2 separate regions of the Zea mays genome follow, and region 2 is linked to region 1. The links are chromatin contacts, called in public Hi-C maps. All regions are on one chromosome and are shown on one strand. Each heading gives the region's core, a stretch centred on a gene start, on an enhancer-like site or on the middle of the called end of the contact. The rest is flanking DNA. Distances are from core to core; before and after follow the strand shown.

Evidence for each region. A called contact is a pair of places that touch in the nucleus more often than the background predicts.
Region 2: a Hi-C map of ear shows a contact between it and region 1, with 7 times the contacts expected there. The contact joins the promoter of LOC100285356 here to the promoter of LOC103637402 in region 1. A contact is called at or near these places in 12 of 25 Hi-C or Micro-C datasets (bundle sheath, ear, endosperm and 6 more).

What each region holds. Positions count from the first base shown.
Region 1 is chr1:82,836,403-82,844,341 of Zm-B73-REFERENCE-NAM-5.0, forward strand. LOC103637402 (alpha/beta-Hydrolases superfamily protein) reads right to left here and starts at 3,835. Exons shown (of 3, transcript XM_008659607.4): 1 at 2,662-3,835; 2 at 2,375-2,574; 3 at 186-871. The coding sequence starts at 3,537. The coding sequence ends at 550. It overlaps LOC103637411 (a long non-coding RNA gene), which reads left to right. Exons shown (of 4, transcript XR_558157.3): 2 at 1-28; 3 at 119-196; 4 at 293-1,125.
Region 2 is chr1:83,210,025-83,217,963 of Zm-B73-REFERENCE-NAM-5.0, forward strand. It overlaps LOC100285356 (ABC-type Co2+ transport system, permease component), which reads right to left and starts at 4,315. Exons shown (of 1, transcript NM_001158248.2): 1 at 3,455-4,315. The coding sequence starts at 4,254. The coding sequence ends at 3,610. LOC103637470 (C-terminal binding protein AN) reads left to right here. Exons shown (of 7, transcript XM_008659655.4): 4 at 1-159; 5 at 273-320; 6 at 2,865-2,981; 7 at 3,121-3,485. The coding sequence ends at 3,192. It overlaps LOC100384693, which reads right to left and starts at 7,791. Exons shown (of 6, transcript NM_001177169.2): 1 at 6,995-7,791; 2 at 6,481-6,585; 3 at 6,217-6,339; 4 at 5,504-5,900; 5 at 5,194-5,400; 6 at 4,877-5,107. The coding sequence starts at 7,746. The coding sequence ends at 5,039.

The DNA.
Region 1 (7,939 bases), core at 2,585-5,084:
AGACGTCAAAAACTCATCTTCAGTTTTGGTACTATATTTGAGTGATTCGTGATCTTGCGTTTTCATACATGATTCATTTCTCATTGTATATTATCATATATAGTTTTATATCTTGCAGGAGTGCACGGGTAAGAGGTAAGGGTGATAATAAGAACAAAAAGGGGAGGAATGGACCAGAAAGCGGAGAAGAAAAAAGGTACAAGCTCCACAAACCGGTTCATGTCACATTCTGTTCAGGGATTACAACTGAAAGTCTGAAACGACTAATCATTTATATCATAATTACACACAGGCCGGGCAAGAAATTTTCTCGGCCTTCAATATGAAAACCTGAGAACAAGTCCAAGACATAAAAAAAGGGTAAATGTAATTAAGTACTCTTCACATCTCTCTCTCTCTCGAACCCTTTTGCCCTTATATTTCGTTCCTGTAGCCTCCATTAGGAAACTCGTTGTCGCGTGTTGGCACCCATTTTCTTCTTTCGTAATAAGACACATCCTTTTGCAGGCTGTGGCTTCGTTCATCCTATAAACCACCCACCCAGCAACCTCACCGTCTCCTGTCCCATATCTCCTCCAGCTCCCTGGCCAGGTCCTTCTGGCGTCCGACGACGATGGTGACGTGGTCCTTGCCGTCGATGACCCTGACCTGGGCGCGCGGGACCTTGGCCTTGACCGCGTGGCTGCACTGCACGGGGAGGAGCTCGTCGTCGCTGCCGTGGTAGACGGTGACGTCGCAGGCGAGCTGGTCCCTGACCACCTCGAGCCACCCGTCGATCTTGCCCGCGCTGCCGCAGATGATGTTGTGGAGGGTGTGCCACGACGCGATGTGCGTGTGGCAGAAGAAGCCGTCCATCAGGTACGTCCGTACCCTGCCCGTAGGGAGAAGGAGCACAGCACGACGAATGGTTGGTTAACCGGAAAAAACAACAACAACAACAACAACCGTGTCTCTCAAACAGTCAAACCAAACCGTGCTGCTGTGCTTGTTTTTAGTTGGTAGTTGGGAGTACGTGCACCCGCACCCCGCTGGATACATCTGAATGGAGAGACGATGATCTGTATCCGCTCCTTTTATGGCACGCTTAACCAAATCTTGCTGGGAGCGGGGGTGTTGGACGATTAATGGCCATTTCCTTTGATTCTTACGCTGCTAAATACGCTAGCTTACCTTTAGGCATTAGTAGGACGATGCACCATTTCGTGAAAAAAAAACCCTGTTGGCTGTTGGATCTAAAAATGAACGATACTTGCGTTTGTTTCCTACGAAAGTAAGTTGCTCTCTCTCTCTGACTCTCTCCAGCAAACGTTGTGGAGCATTGAAAGCTTTGAAGAAATAAAAACATTCTTAAAACCATATTCATACAAGAAACGTAAAAAAAATCCCACCCCAAAATGTTCCGCAGAACTTATGCTGCCTTGCGTGGCCTGAGTCTGACAGTACCTCTATTTTAAATTTTACAACTTCTTTTTGTTTGGTTCTAAGTTAAACTAATCGAGGTTTGATCAAATTTATCAAAAAAAAGTGTCAACATCTACAATACCAAACAAATCCACTGTCAAAATATATCACACGACGCCTGCGATGAATCTTCTTTGATGTAACAGACGTTATATATCTTTTTATACAAATTTGACCGAAACTAGAAAACCCTTTTACTTGTCATAGAATTAAATCGAGTCGCAGTTTATAACGGTCCAAGAGATCTATAGGATTTAGTGAAATCAGCCGAGTAGCTGGGGCGCAGTAGGTTGGTCAGTGGGCTGGCCATGCCACACGGCACCGGCGGTGGACCGGCAGATGGCCGGCCGGCCCTCAAGCTCAACAGAAGCACCCGAACGGTAGACCGCGGTCAACTGGTTCCTATGCACCCTATTAACTGCCATTGATCACATCGACGAAGCGGCGCAGGCTCAGCTGGGCCCTACCGGAGGTCCTAAATGCTGCAGTACGAAGAGAGTGGAGTGGAGTACCCTTGAGATCCTATTGATATGATGGTCTCCTCTGTGAGCTTGATTAGTACTAGCCCGTAGGTTTGTGCAAATCAAACCGAACCAATGGAATGGAGGAAGATGGCCATATGCGCGGCGTATCGTGAACCATGACCCAACAAAAACCTCTTGTTGGATGCAAAGAAAATGCCGTTGAGCCGGTCGGTCGCTGACCTAATTTCACCTCGCAGATGCGCACTGAACTCCTTGAATTTTCCCCTTATTATTACTGTTATTGCTACTACTACTACTACTTATTATTATTATTATTATTATTATTATTATTATTATTATTATTATTATTATTATTATTATTATTATTATTATTATTATTATTATTATTATTATTATTATTATTTCATCCACGTACGCGAGCGACGTACCTGTAGAGGGTGAAGACGCGGAAGGCGAGCTCCCAGAGGCGGTGGTGCTTGCAGAGCACGATGCTGACGGTGCGGCTGAGGTGCTCGTACCAGCAGGCCACGGAGGCGCCGAACGCGATGGCCGGCCACACCCGCCGCGGCGCCACCGTCCGCAGCACGTACTGCGTGCCGACCTCCCCGCGCGGCACCGGGAAGTACGGCTGCATTAGCGCTAGCGCTAGCGTCAGAGAGAGAGAGACAGAGAGAGCGCACGCGGAATGAGATGATGTCGAGAACACTACACGTACCGGCGCGACGAGCGTGAGGGACTTGACCGCGGCGGGGTACCTGACGGCGAGCGCGAGCGCGAGGATGGAGCCCAGCGAGTGCGCCACGATGTGGAAGGACTTGACCCCGTGGCGCTCGATCACGGACCGCTCGATCATCTCCACGTGCTCCCGCAGCGTGTACAGCGAGTCCGCCGGCTTGGGGCTGCGGCCGAACCCCAGGAGGTCCACGGCGAACAGCCGCCGCCGGGACCGCGCCTCGGGGCTCACGTGCGGGAGCACCGTCTGGGTCCAGAACCCCGACGACGAGATGAAGCCGTGGATGAACAGCACGTCCTCCTCCGTCGCCACGCCGCCGTCGCCAGCTGGTGGCGCCTCGACGTGCACGAAGAGGCGGCCCGTGTCCGCCGGGTTGCAGTTGGCGCAGTGGCAGTCGGACCAGCGCGGCGACGGGTACTTGTTGCTGCCGTCTCCGCCGGCCTTGCCCCGCAGCATCATCTGCACGATGGGGGCGGAGTGCACGGTGACCCCCGCCGCCGCGCGCCGCGGGGAGGAAAACGCCGCCCCCGCGACCGCGAGCACGGAGCGGCGGCGCGCGTACAGCGTGTCGGAGATGTCCTCGAGGTGCAGCCTGGTGGCGGACAGCATGCTGACCACCTTGGAGCCTCCCCGCTCCGACACGACGATCTTCCCACCTGCGGGGCCCGACGACGACGCCGGGGACGGGCGCGCGCAGTAGCAGGGCCGCCACGCGCCCTCCGCCACGTAGTCCGCCACCCTGTACGCCACGCACAGCAGCGCCTCCAGCGCGTCCAGCAGCAGGAACACCACGAAGCTCACGGCCTCGTTCGCCGCACGGCCGGCGGACGCCAATGCCGACCGCGCCGCGGCGCCCATATCGATCCACGCCGCCGCCGCCGCCGCCAGGAAGGCTCTAGCAGCGCAGGGAAGGTGGTGGCGGACCGGTGGTAAAAGGAGCAGAGGTTGCAGCGCAGCGAGCGGTGCGTGGCGAGTGAGTGAGAGTGAATTGATGGTGCTCCCGCATTAAAGCGCAGGGGTTGGTGGTAGTTGAACTGACACGGCCAACTGGTGCGCGCACCGCGCAAGGCTTGGCTTGGGCTCTGGACTGGAGCAGCGGGTAGCGCGGGCGGGCAGGCAGGCAGGCAGGCAGCCCGCCCAAGCTCAGCTCAGAGGCCATTCATAGCATAGGTAGACGGCCAGACGGTCCTTGCTTCCGTCTACGGGAGTCTAGAATGTGTTGCTGCCTGGTAGTAAAACGCAAGAAAGAAAAAATTAATGTTGAAATCAGAAACCATTGTTTCACTTGGTAAACTTGCCATGGCAAGATTCTTTACAGTACAGTACTCCTTTTTCCTCCTTGGAATTGGAATCCAACAAGTCAATGGAAACAACGAGACAGCGAGAGCACACGCGCGCCATTATTTTTGTTGTTCTGAGCCATTGTTGTTGGCGTCGCCGTTGACGCTCGGCCCTGATCGGCGGTCACGAAGCGCCATCGGACAGGACTCTTTCAAGGTACGTATATAATACGAAAACATGCACTATATACAGATGGAAATGATGTTTTTTTTCTGTTGCCACGTGTTCTGAACTTCTGACGGTATTCACACGTACGCACGCTCCGAATCTCCGAACCGGCTGCCCGATCGGTGTCCGCAAGGCACCACCTGCAAACAGGTGTGCTAATGGATCGCAATCCAAATATTTTTTCGTAAAATAATAGAGGTCTAAATAATTTTTAGTTTAAAAATAAATAGAAATATGGTCCAATCCTAAAATGGTCTAATCCTTAAATCTTTTAGTTTTAGAAGCTATAAAATCGAAAAGAATTAGAAGGGTTAGATTCCCCTTCTTATTTAATTTTAAATAAGAAAGAGAATCAAGTCCATCCAATCCCCCGGTTTTCTCGCTCCCAAACTAAAATTTAGAATTTATTGTTATTTCTAACTACACGCAAGCTATTTGCCACGTCTGCAATTCTGTTTTCTCGGGATATACGGGCTCCAAATACGATTCTCAAGTAGTACTCGCAGCCAGAATGCATACGCGCGTTTTTTTTGAAAGAGGGGAACGTGGCCGAACATTTGCAGGAGCGTTCCGTAGTTCGCACATGGCTTTGTAGTGTGTGCGGTGTAGCTGCATGCTGGACCGGAGGATCACCCTTGTTCTTGTTCACCTAGGCGTCTAGCTAGCACGTTGCTGCTCGCACTAGCCAATATCGGATTCGTCTACGTCCGTATATCTGGAAAAAAATTCGCGACTCAACACCATGCATCAACTGTCCTTGTTTAGATCACTACAACAGCTACAGTCATTTTCGGCGGCTTCTGGCCGCCAAAAAAAACCGGCGGCCAGTGTCTGGCCGCCGAAAATAACTTATTTTCGGCGGCTGGCTACCTGGCCGCCGAAAATAACAGTTTATTTTCGGCGGCTAGCCAGTCAGCCGCCAGAAATAACAACTGCCGAAAATAAAATACCTATTTTCAACGGCTAGAGGGGCCGCCGAAAATTACTAATTTCAGAGCAAAAAAAAAAAATGAAAAAAAATGCGAAAAATAACAGAATTTCATACAAAATTCATACAATAACAGAAATTCCATACAATCACAGAAAATTCATACTTGAGTTCACAACATAAAACTTGAGTCCATACAAATATAAAGTCCACAAATAGTCCATACAAACATAAAGTCCACAAAATAGTTCATTACAACACAGTGCGACACAAAGCTAACTTAATCACACATTGGGGTCGTTGGAGTTGTGTCCACTACCTCCAGAAGCCAATAACTGGTCGACGAAGTCGTGTAACGGGGTTGGATCCTAAAAAAAAGATGACATTAATAACGGCATTGGTTACATGTATAACGACTATTCAAACAAATTGTTTCTCAAACTAACCTCTCCTGCATAAGCTCCCTCCCCTGCATAAGCTCCTGGTGCTGGTATGACCGGTGGTGGCGTGTTGTGGCCCATGACCCCGGATCCCTACAAAATCAAGTTTAGTAAAGATTTGACAATTAGGTTGATACAAACGACAAGTCTTAACTAAATTGAATAACCTGAGGTGGAGGTGGAGGTGGCGGAGCATGTAATCCCCACTGAGGCATCGGCGGCTGAAATTGAGGGAAAACAAATGGTTGCTGTTGTGCCTGCTGTGGAAACCAAGACTGTTGCAAATATAATATATTAGTTATAGAACCAATATCGAGCGTGTTGAGAATAAATAAGACACTCACGTTCATTGCTTGTTGCGCCTGTGCGTTGTAAGCAGCCATGTACTCTGATTGCTGTTGGAGAAATGCCATTTGTTGTTGCCGCATCTCTTCACGAAACTTTTCTTGCTGCTCCCTCATAGCTTCCTCCATGCTAGATACAGAGCGGCGACTACGGCTGCTACTACCACAGCCCGCCTGCGACGAAGAGCCGCCACGAGAACGCAACTCCGTCGAATCGATAACACCGGTAAACATAGAATATCTTTAAGAACAAGAAAATTAGCTATTCGGTCGTAGTTTCAATATTATTGAAAACAATTCACAAGTTCATACCGTCCATGCGCCTTGCCGCCAAGTGAATGCACAACCTCAGCGTCGATGGTAGGCGCTCCTCGCCAATCGTAGTCTTCTCCATACTTCTTAACCATCTCCTGTCCATATGTCTCCTGCAATACAATATGAAGGTTCAACACACATGTAATTTATAGCTATATGGGAAGAAAACATTAATCATAACAACAACTAACCATACGCTCAACGGTCGCTTGACTACACAGCTCATCGGAGATTTCACTGTTTTTCGCTCGATGCCCTCTCCTATAAACATCGATTGGGCTTGGGACAACTCCAGTTTGAGCCTCCTGCAAATATATGAGTTCAATCCTATTTCATTTCTGAGTAAAACAGAATACTACATACTCACCATTCGCTTAGCCAACCGAATGTGTCCATCAGCCCCATAGGTATGGTTGACTACGACCTCATCATCGTCCTCGTCCTGCTGATGGCGCTGTCTATGTCGATTTCTGTTTGACTTCTCAATCCACTCGGGCGAAGCCCATATCTCACACAAAGCCTTGTAAGCCTGCGGCCGGTGTTCCATCCATGGAAGAGTTACCTGCATATAAAGCGTTAGCTCAAAATTACATTCACATCTGAATGAGCTGTTAAATTAGATTTTTACCTCCATGTACTGGTCTACAGTCAAGTAGACATCTGAATATTGTCGAAAGTTGTTGATAGAATGACCTCGGTGCTTCATGTACGCGTTCACAACCTGTAGACGAGCATTGGAAAATGCATCCCTGCACACCTTTTTCGCATTTTTCTCTAATACTCGGTCTGCATGCTCTTGAGCCTCAGGTTCCACACGATAGCGTCTCTGTCCAACATCGAAAATAAAATTAGTTCAAAAACAACTAATAAATGTTAGGTTGAAACAACTAATAAATGTTAGTTCGAAAAAATTACCCAAAAGTCGTGCTTGACGGCGCCTTGAGCTGTTCCATATGTAGCATGTGGAGCCAGTACGAAGTGCGACCAGCTAGTGCAAGGAACCACCACACCTTTCGGGTCGGTGACAATTCCTGGGTTATGTAGACGACAGAGGTTACCTAAGACTTGATTAACCTGTCTATGGTGACCTCGACCGTCAAATGACGTGTCTTCCCATTGGCTGCATGACAAAAAACAAGAAAGTCATGTCATATATATAGTGTAAAATAAACAAATAAGTAAGAACAAAGTGGCCAAACGTGAGTACCTATCACCAACCGGAATGATCAGTACTCGAGCTTCAGATTGTGCAGGCGCCGACGGAGGTAGGACAAAGTGGCCCTTCCGAGTGCCCCTTCGTCGAACGACAGGAGCCTCGGTGGTATCGTCATCCGCCTCAGCATCTAAGCCCTCATGGGCCTGCTCGTCCTCCTCGTCATCCTCCTCATGGGCCTGCTCGTCCTCGTCCTCCTCCTCATGGTGTTGCACCTCCTCCTCGTCGTCCTCCTCTTCCTATGCACATGAAATAGAGACACGTAAAAATTTACATAAACATTTACATAAGATCATTTATATAAGTGACTGACAAATAAGATCAATTGCATAAACATTTACATCGGTAGTCCGTTGTAGAGCGATAGGTGTATCACGTAGTTCTGGCCGAGCGTGTCTCAGCAACGCCTCCTGTCTGCTCTGGCTAGAAGAACTCCCTTGGAAAAGGGAACGTGCACCAGGGAGTATCCTGCTAGCCGCATTAAGAAACCCCCTAGCAGTGCGCTTTGGTT
Region 2 (7,939 bases), core at 3,065-5,564, 370 kb after region 1:
CTAAAAGAAGGTTTTGTTATTGCTCTAAAGACAAGAGACAATTCAGGTTTTTATGTTTCAAGAGAGAGGGTCACTGGCGGTGGATGGTATCTTGATGTGATACCAAATGCCACAAAGAGGGATCCTGCTGCTCAGTTTTTAGTCACTTTCAGAAACAAGGTGGTGTTATTGTTTGTTTCCTTTCTTTTTCTATCCTTTGCTGTTACTTGAACATCCCATTAATTTGGATATGTGCACATACATATACTGATAATATGTTATATGACCGTCAGGACACTATGGGATTGCGATCTTTTGTTGCTGGAGGCAAACTATTACAGGTATCGCCTTTTAAATTACTGTTATTAGAAAGTGAGCTCAATATTCCTATGTTTCCAGAGTTAGTGAAGTAGGGAGGATACTAGTTAAGCAGCTATGCTCTGTTTGTGTTTGGTAGTAACTGATGAATGTTATTGACATGCATTCACATCTGTATTGATCCTATGACTATTGGTACCTGTAGAATATTGTAAGTGCTTGATATATTGCATAGAGGAGTGGGGTACATATATATAGAGACTTAACCCTAATGGGCCGGCAGCCCAACAGTGGTGCCGGCCCACACAGACACAGTCTAACATCCCCCTGCAGTCGCAATGGGGGCACCACACACGATGAGACTGGAGTAGAGGCCGAAGGTAGGAGTCGACGGGTTGAAATCCTCCCGCAATCGCAGAGTCGTGATGACGCGAATGTTGCGGCTGGAGTAGAGACCGGTGTGTGTTCCAAGAAGACGAGAGCCCCTGGATGCCGAGGTAGCCGAAATCGAGGTGATCGCGATCGGGAGACACGCAGCAGAAGCCTGTTCTTCGGGAGGGGTCGACGTTCGAGCGTTAACGGTCGGCGAGGGCGGCACAACAAAAGAGCACCAGCAAGGCGACCTTGCTTCTTCGATCGTCCGGACGTCGAGGAGCCCCGCCAGGGAGGCCGACGGCAGTGCACGCGTCTGCACCGGTCATGGTGTCCGCGCCCGCGGCAGAATAGAAGGGGTAACGACGATCTGGCCGGGAAGGCCACGACAGCGACGGATCCAGCCGGGAAGGCACGATCCGGTCAAATGGACGGCGGAACGAGCCGGGAAGGTCGCAGCAACGGTGAATCCGACCGGGAAGGCCACGACAGCGACGGATCCTACGAAGGCGATGAAAGGGTGGGCGGCGGGGCAGGTCCAGCCGGGCAGGGGGCCGCGCCGGATCTGGCAGGACGGGTTGACGATGGCGACGGGAGGGGCGTGAAGAGGCGCTGTTGGGCGAAGATGCCGAGACGGCAGCACGCCCCCTAAGGTCCTTCCGCAACCGGTGTTGAGCGGCGGCGGATCGGGGCGGCCGATAGCACGGGGAGGCCACGTGTCCGCGGTCAAGAGGCCACAAGGGGTGGCTGCGACGCGGCCTGGAGGGGGCGCGCCAAGGGCGGCGCGGATCGTGGCCGCCGGCTGCACGGGGAGGCGACGCGGCCAAGGGATGGGGCGCCGGAGGACGCACACACGAACGCACAGGGAGGGGCGCTGTCCAAGCGCGCGAGCGTCGGGGCTCGTCCGTGAACTCCGGCGAGCGGCACCGGCGCGCTGGCAGCGGCTGCCCCGACACGCGAGTGGGAGGTGTGGATCCGATCAGGGTGGGGCGACCGCGTGGAGGGAGCGCGCAGGGGCGTTGGCGGCGGCACAGCCTGGAGGGGCGCGCTCCGCGCCGTGGCCGGGGAGGGGCGACCGCGTTGTGCAGGGGCCTACGCCGAGCTAGGAGAGGAGAGAGAGCAAGCTTGCGCTAGGGGAACTACCGTGCGCGGCGGCCGACGACCGGTGGAGGAGGTTGGGGGCAGGGCGGACGTCCGCGTCGGGAGCGGGGGTGGCCGGGGTCGTGCCCGCCAGAGGCCGGCGGAGGAGGAGCGGAGCCGGCAAGCAGAGGAGGGGCGGTGTTGGAGGCGAGCTGCAGAGGCGACCGGCGATGACCTCCATGGCCGGCGAGGGGAGGCTCGAGGTGCAGTTTGAGAGGGCCGGCGGCTAGGGTGTGGCCGCCCTCGGGAGGGAAGGATGAGCCTCCCGGGGGGCGGCGGCTGGTCCTAGGTGTGGAAGCAGCCGGCGGCTAGTGTGGGAGGTGGTAGGAGAAAGCCTAACCCTAATCCTTGGATACCATGTAGAATATTGTAAGTGCTTGATATATTGCATAGAGGAGTGGGGTACATACATATAGAGACTTAACCCTAACCCTAATGGGCCAGCAGCTCAATAGTGGTGCCGGCCCACACACAGTCTAACAATACCTTTATTCCATGTTCTCAGTTATCTAATTGACTGCAGGATTTGTTCAAAAGGTGTAGTGTTGCTATCTGCTAAACTGCTCTCCTTGTTTCATCCTTTTTGTTGTTTTTGATGATGTACATGTGCACTTTATCATACTTGATTTGTAGCTTCAAGCTTAAAAGGTTGAGAATCGTAGCTACCATGTTTGGTTTGTACTAAATTACTAATTACCCATGCATATAACCCCATATTCAGTGTATTAGGAATTGAAAAGATATCTCCAGAGTTCCCATATCTTATCTGCATTTAGTGTACACTACAGTCTACAAGGCGTCTTTGTTCAATTGGCAACCAAAATAAATGGGGGGTGATTCATGAGACAGACAAATCTAATGTGGAACATAAAGCAGATTAATTAGTCCATTACGGGCATGTAGCCATCTCATGTTTGTCTAAATAACCTTCCAAGACAGTTTGTCAAATGCCAAATAAAAGAGAATGGGAAGTAAATGTGTTCATCTTCTAAAGTGAAATATTTGATCGCCGTTGATGTTTCTAAATGTTGGACTGTCTTTTATTGCATTGTCAGGCTAATAATAAGATGGAGTTCGTCTTCGCAAGTCATTCTTTTGATGTTTGTGAGAGCTGGATGCTGGAAGGGTGCCTTTCAGAATACTGCAAACTTGTTAATCGCAAAAATGCTATGGTACGTTCATTCATCCTTGCCATTCTAAGCAGGATAAACTTAACATACACAAATATCCCCAGTAGTCAGACGAAACGAACTACTTGCACTGATTCCATGTGTTGTTTATACCTTTCCTGGTGGTTAATTTTTTCTGAAGGCTGTACTTGGGGTCTATATTGAGGTCCTTGGAGCTCCGAGTGAAGATGGTGTCGTTCGGTGGCTTGATTAATACATCAAGGCTATGCTATATTTAGAGAACATTTTAAGGCTATGTTGTTTCTATAGAACAATTTAGGCTTATGCTGCCAACTGCTATCCTCGGGTTAGGTCTTCTCTGAGTCTCTCTTGCCAAGTCTCAGTTTTGGCTGTTCTACTGCATCTGCATGGACATGGACTCGCAACGCAGTCTTTTTTAGTTTGTTTGTTTTTTTACTGTCTGTTTGTTGTAAGCTGTGTCTATTGTATTTTAATTATACAGTGTGACAAGCAATCGCTATTATAGTATTCTCTATTCAAAATTCAGTACTTGTGTATTACTCAGCTAATTTATATTTTCTTTTTACTGAAAGGTAGGATCGATACCCCCAACGAATATTACATGATCAGTAGCAAGGTGCGCAAGATTTTCAGTCTCATGTCCAGCCGGTCATTTCTTCTTCTGCTTTGCCTTCTGCTTCTCAATCTCTTCCTGCCACAGCACGGGCCAGTTGGCCCGGGCCTCGTCGATGCCGAGCAGCGACCCTTCCTTGTCGGGGTCCCAGCTAGCCGACAGCGTGCCGTAGGCGATACCCAGCGCCGACGTGCCGAAGGCGACGAGGATGGTCAGCAATGGCACCCACGATGGCACCACCACCCCCTGGCCGCGCTTGAGCGCGTCGTACACGTTGAGCAGCGCGACGCCCGACGCCATGGGAAGGCCCACCGTGAACGCGATCCGGCGCAGGATGCGGTCGAACACGGGCTGCGGAAGCTCGTCGTCGTCGTCAACCTCGCCGTTGCTGCCGCCGCCGTCTTGCTTCGCCAGGGACGCTTCTTCCATCCCCAGGAGCTGCTGCTGCCGTTCCTGCACGTCCTGCTGCCGCCGCCGCTCCTGTTGCTTCTCCTTCCGGGTGGTCTTCTTGGACGGCGTCTCGCCGGAGCTGAAGCTGCTGTCCGTGGCCGCCGAGCGGATGGCTGGGGCGCGCCGTCGTTTAGAGAGCGGTGAGAGGCGGCTGTGTGTGGAGTTGAGAGCCCATGGGCGGTGGGGTGGTTTTGCGGTCGGGGTAGCCGCTTGGTGGAGTAAGGCGGCCATGGCTATCCTCCGCGTGGCTTCACCGTCGGAAACGACGACGAGCTCTCACGCGCGGTATGGTGTTTTAGTGCGTGGTTTCGCCGATGATAAATGGCCTTATCGCCTTGAGCGAGCTGTGGCGCGTAGTACATGCGTTGGAGATAAGATAATGCCTTTTGGTTTCGCATGACACAGATCGGCCGGCCCCACAGGAAAATATCTCGTGCGGACCCACAGCAAATATCCCAGGTCAGGAAACGCAGACCCTGCTGCTAGTGAAAAGGGCGATGTGAGGATATGAGATGGGGCTCAAGTCCGGGCCGTGTATGGGGAGGAGGCCCAAGCTGGACAAATTTTAGTATCCAGGCCAGCTCAAAAAAGAACATGTTTTTCAGTTTAGGGCCCGTTCGTTTGCATAGGAATAAACCTAGATTCGTTCCAGCTCATCAAAATTTATATAAATGAGAGAAATAATTTGGCTAGGAATTATTCCGGATCTCCAATCAGTGGAAACCGAACAGGGCCTTATAGTGCTCGGATTCAGGTACTGCGCAGCACCATGTGATGGTTCTTCCTTCACAAAGTGGCAACTGGCAACGCATAGCGGGCTGATGGAGGAGGATTAGCTGGTGGCACTGTTGTTGATGATCAAGAATACCGTATGCCTGTTATTAACCAAAGGTGTCACATACGTACAATCTTACAAGGCAAGAGATCTCAACTTGTACCAAAAACATCTTGCTATTATTAACATCCCTCCCAGTGTCCTGTCCCTGTCCCAGACTGCTGCCCTGCCTCCCATCCATCACCTGCTGTGTTCGCGTTCGTAGCTATCCGACTCCCGAGGAGACAGATCCCGCGCGAGCTTGAATTCCTGCAGGCATTTTCAAAGCGGTCACTGTCAGAGCGAGAACACCGTGAAGCTCAACCTGACATTACACACACGGGGCATCGCCGTACGTCTCTGAGAATCTGGTCGTCTTCGAGCATATGGACCACGTGCGCCATCGTGGGTCTCTGGCTGCCGTCCGGGTCCACGCACCGGAGCGCGGCCAGGACCGCCCGCTTCAGCGCCTTGGACGGCGGCGGCTCCGGCAGCCTCGGGTCCAGCACCTCCTCCACCCTCCGGTCGGCGACCATGCGCTTCAGCCACTCCACCAGGTTCACCTGAGGAGAGAAGAGCAGCAGCGATCTAGAGCATGTTTGGACACATGCATGGAGCTAACGAGCAGTAGCACATGCTTTCAAACACCAATTAGTGGTAGCCCACCTCGTCGGCTGGTCTAGTGTAGTCCACTGGAGTCCTGCCGGTCATGACCTCCATCGCGAGCACTCCGAAGCTGTAGACGTCGCTCCTCTCGTTCAACATCCCGGTCTCGGCGTACTCCGGCGCCACGTACCTGCAACGCACGCGGGAGACGATGACGAACTCCCTTGAACTGAAACAACAGCCCTCTCTCCCTGCGAAAAAAAAACAGAGAAAAAGCGACACCGACCCGAACGTTCCCACGACACGGGTGGTGACGTAGGACCTCTCCGAGCAGAGGAGCTTGGCGAGCCCGAAGTCCGACACCTTGGCGCTCCACTGCCGGTCCAGGAGGATGTTGCTGGACTTGATGTCGCGGTGAACTATCTTGGGCTCCAGACCCTCGTGGAGGTAGGCCAGCCTGAAACCTCACAAACTGTACATGAGTGTCTCCGTCTGCGTAGAAATCCAGGTTTCGACAGCTGTGACAAACTGGTACTACAGAGGACACAGGAGCAGAGGGCAGGCAGACAGTGTTGCTTTCAGACGCAACTCGCCACTCCCCCTAATCATGCCCATTAAAACAGCAAGACCAGTACTGCCGTGCCGTGTCAACAAAGTGCTAACGTTTTCTGGCCATCATAATTTCAGTCCGGAGGACATTAGATGGATGGGCAGGGCAGGCAGGCTAGTAGTGAAGAAGTACGGATAAAAGCAAAAAGAAAGCGTTGTTTTACCCTCTGGCCGTTCCAAGGAGTATGCGCATCCTGATGTCCCAGGTCAGTGAGCTGGTTTCGCTGTCGTCGTGGTGCAGCCACTTGTCCAGATTACTCTTCTCCATGTACTCGTAAACAAGCATCCTGAAGTGACGATGGGGGGGGGGGGGGGGGGGGGGGGGGGGGGGGGGACACAACAACTCTTTGGATCAACGTACTGCCGATGAGGTACATTCATGTCTCGTTTAGATACAATGGTAATGGTAATGGTAATTTGCACTGTACCTGCAAGCTCCCTCGCTGCAGTAGCCGAGCAAACTCACCAGGTTCTTGTGCCGGACGCGCCCGATTGTCTGAACCTCCATTCGAAAATCTTTCTCGGCCTGACCCCTGATCAAGTATACAGCAACTGATGATTTTTTTTTTGTTGTAAAATGATCGATTCATACGATCACTGGCGTGGCTAATTACGCGGTTCATCTGACACTGATCTGAAGAGTGGATAGAACTTGAATTTGTTTGTGTACACAGGAGGAAACGTGAAGCAATTTAATCCAAATCGAAACGTGCCAACCACCTCGATCTATTCTCGCGGGCATCAAGCACATATTTGGTGATAATAAACTTTTCTTTTTTAAAAAAAATGAAACGAGAGGTTTTTCAGCATCAGATCCAGCAAGCAAAAAAACTGAAAAATACGATCGCGACCAGACTAGAAAAGCTTTGCGTGTAGTTTCTGCTCACGCTTCGGAGTTCGGATCCAACCGAACAAATCCTGAAGCGGAGGGAAGAAGCCAACCTGTTGTTGTGGAGGTTTTTGATGGCGACGGCGGTGCCGTCGCGGAGCACGCCCCTGAACACGACGCCGTACCCGCCTTCGCCCACCATGTTGGCGGCGGCGAGCCCGCCCGTGGCCTCCTCCATCTCGCGGCGCGTGTACCGCCGGCCCCACCCGCGCCGCGCCGCCTCTGGAACCTCCGCATCGCTGCCGCCCTGGTCGCTCGCGGTGCTCTCGCCGCTCGTCGAATTCGCGAAATGCTCCGCGAGGATCAGCGGCGCCTTCTGCTCCGCCTTGATGGCCTGGATCGGCGGCTGTTCGAACGAAGCGGGGCGCCAGCGAGCGGCAGCCTCCTCGGCGTCCTTGTTGGCCGGCGGCGGGAGCGGCGGCATTGTCGCTGCTTGATGGTGCGCATGCACGCGGTGCTTGAGGGACTTGCTGGCGCCGGGCCGATGCGGGCACGGGGCCAGGCGCGGTGCGCGGCGCCGGCTGCAGCGGCGGCAGAGGCAGACGGCGAGGCAGAAGAGGGCGAGGGCGGCCGCCGCAGCGCCTGCGGCGACGAGGACCCAGGCGCGGAGGCCGAGGACTGGGGTGCGCTGCGAGAGCCAGGCTCTCGGGACGCCGACGCCCAGCACGGACGCCGTGGCCCCCTGCTGCTGTGGATGGAGATGGTGGCGCGGCGGCGGCGGCGGCGCAGGCGTGGAACGGGGGTGGCGGCCCTGGGCGCGCCGCGCGGTGTGCGGTGGTACTGGTAGCGCCCTCGGAGCTGTCATGGCCCTGCGCGCCGACGCTGAGCCGTGGAAGCTCGTGGAGTTGTAAGCTTGTAGCTGTAGGTTGATCAGTTGCCATTTAATTAGGGTTTTCCAGTTAAAGGCACTACCGTTTAGATTGATTATCGAGTTGAAAGTATAGTTCAAATTTGTTGCACAATCGCGACACAAGAGAGCCCATTGGTTACTTGTGGGC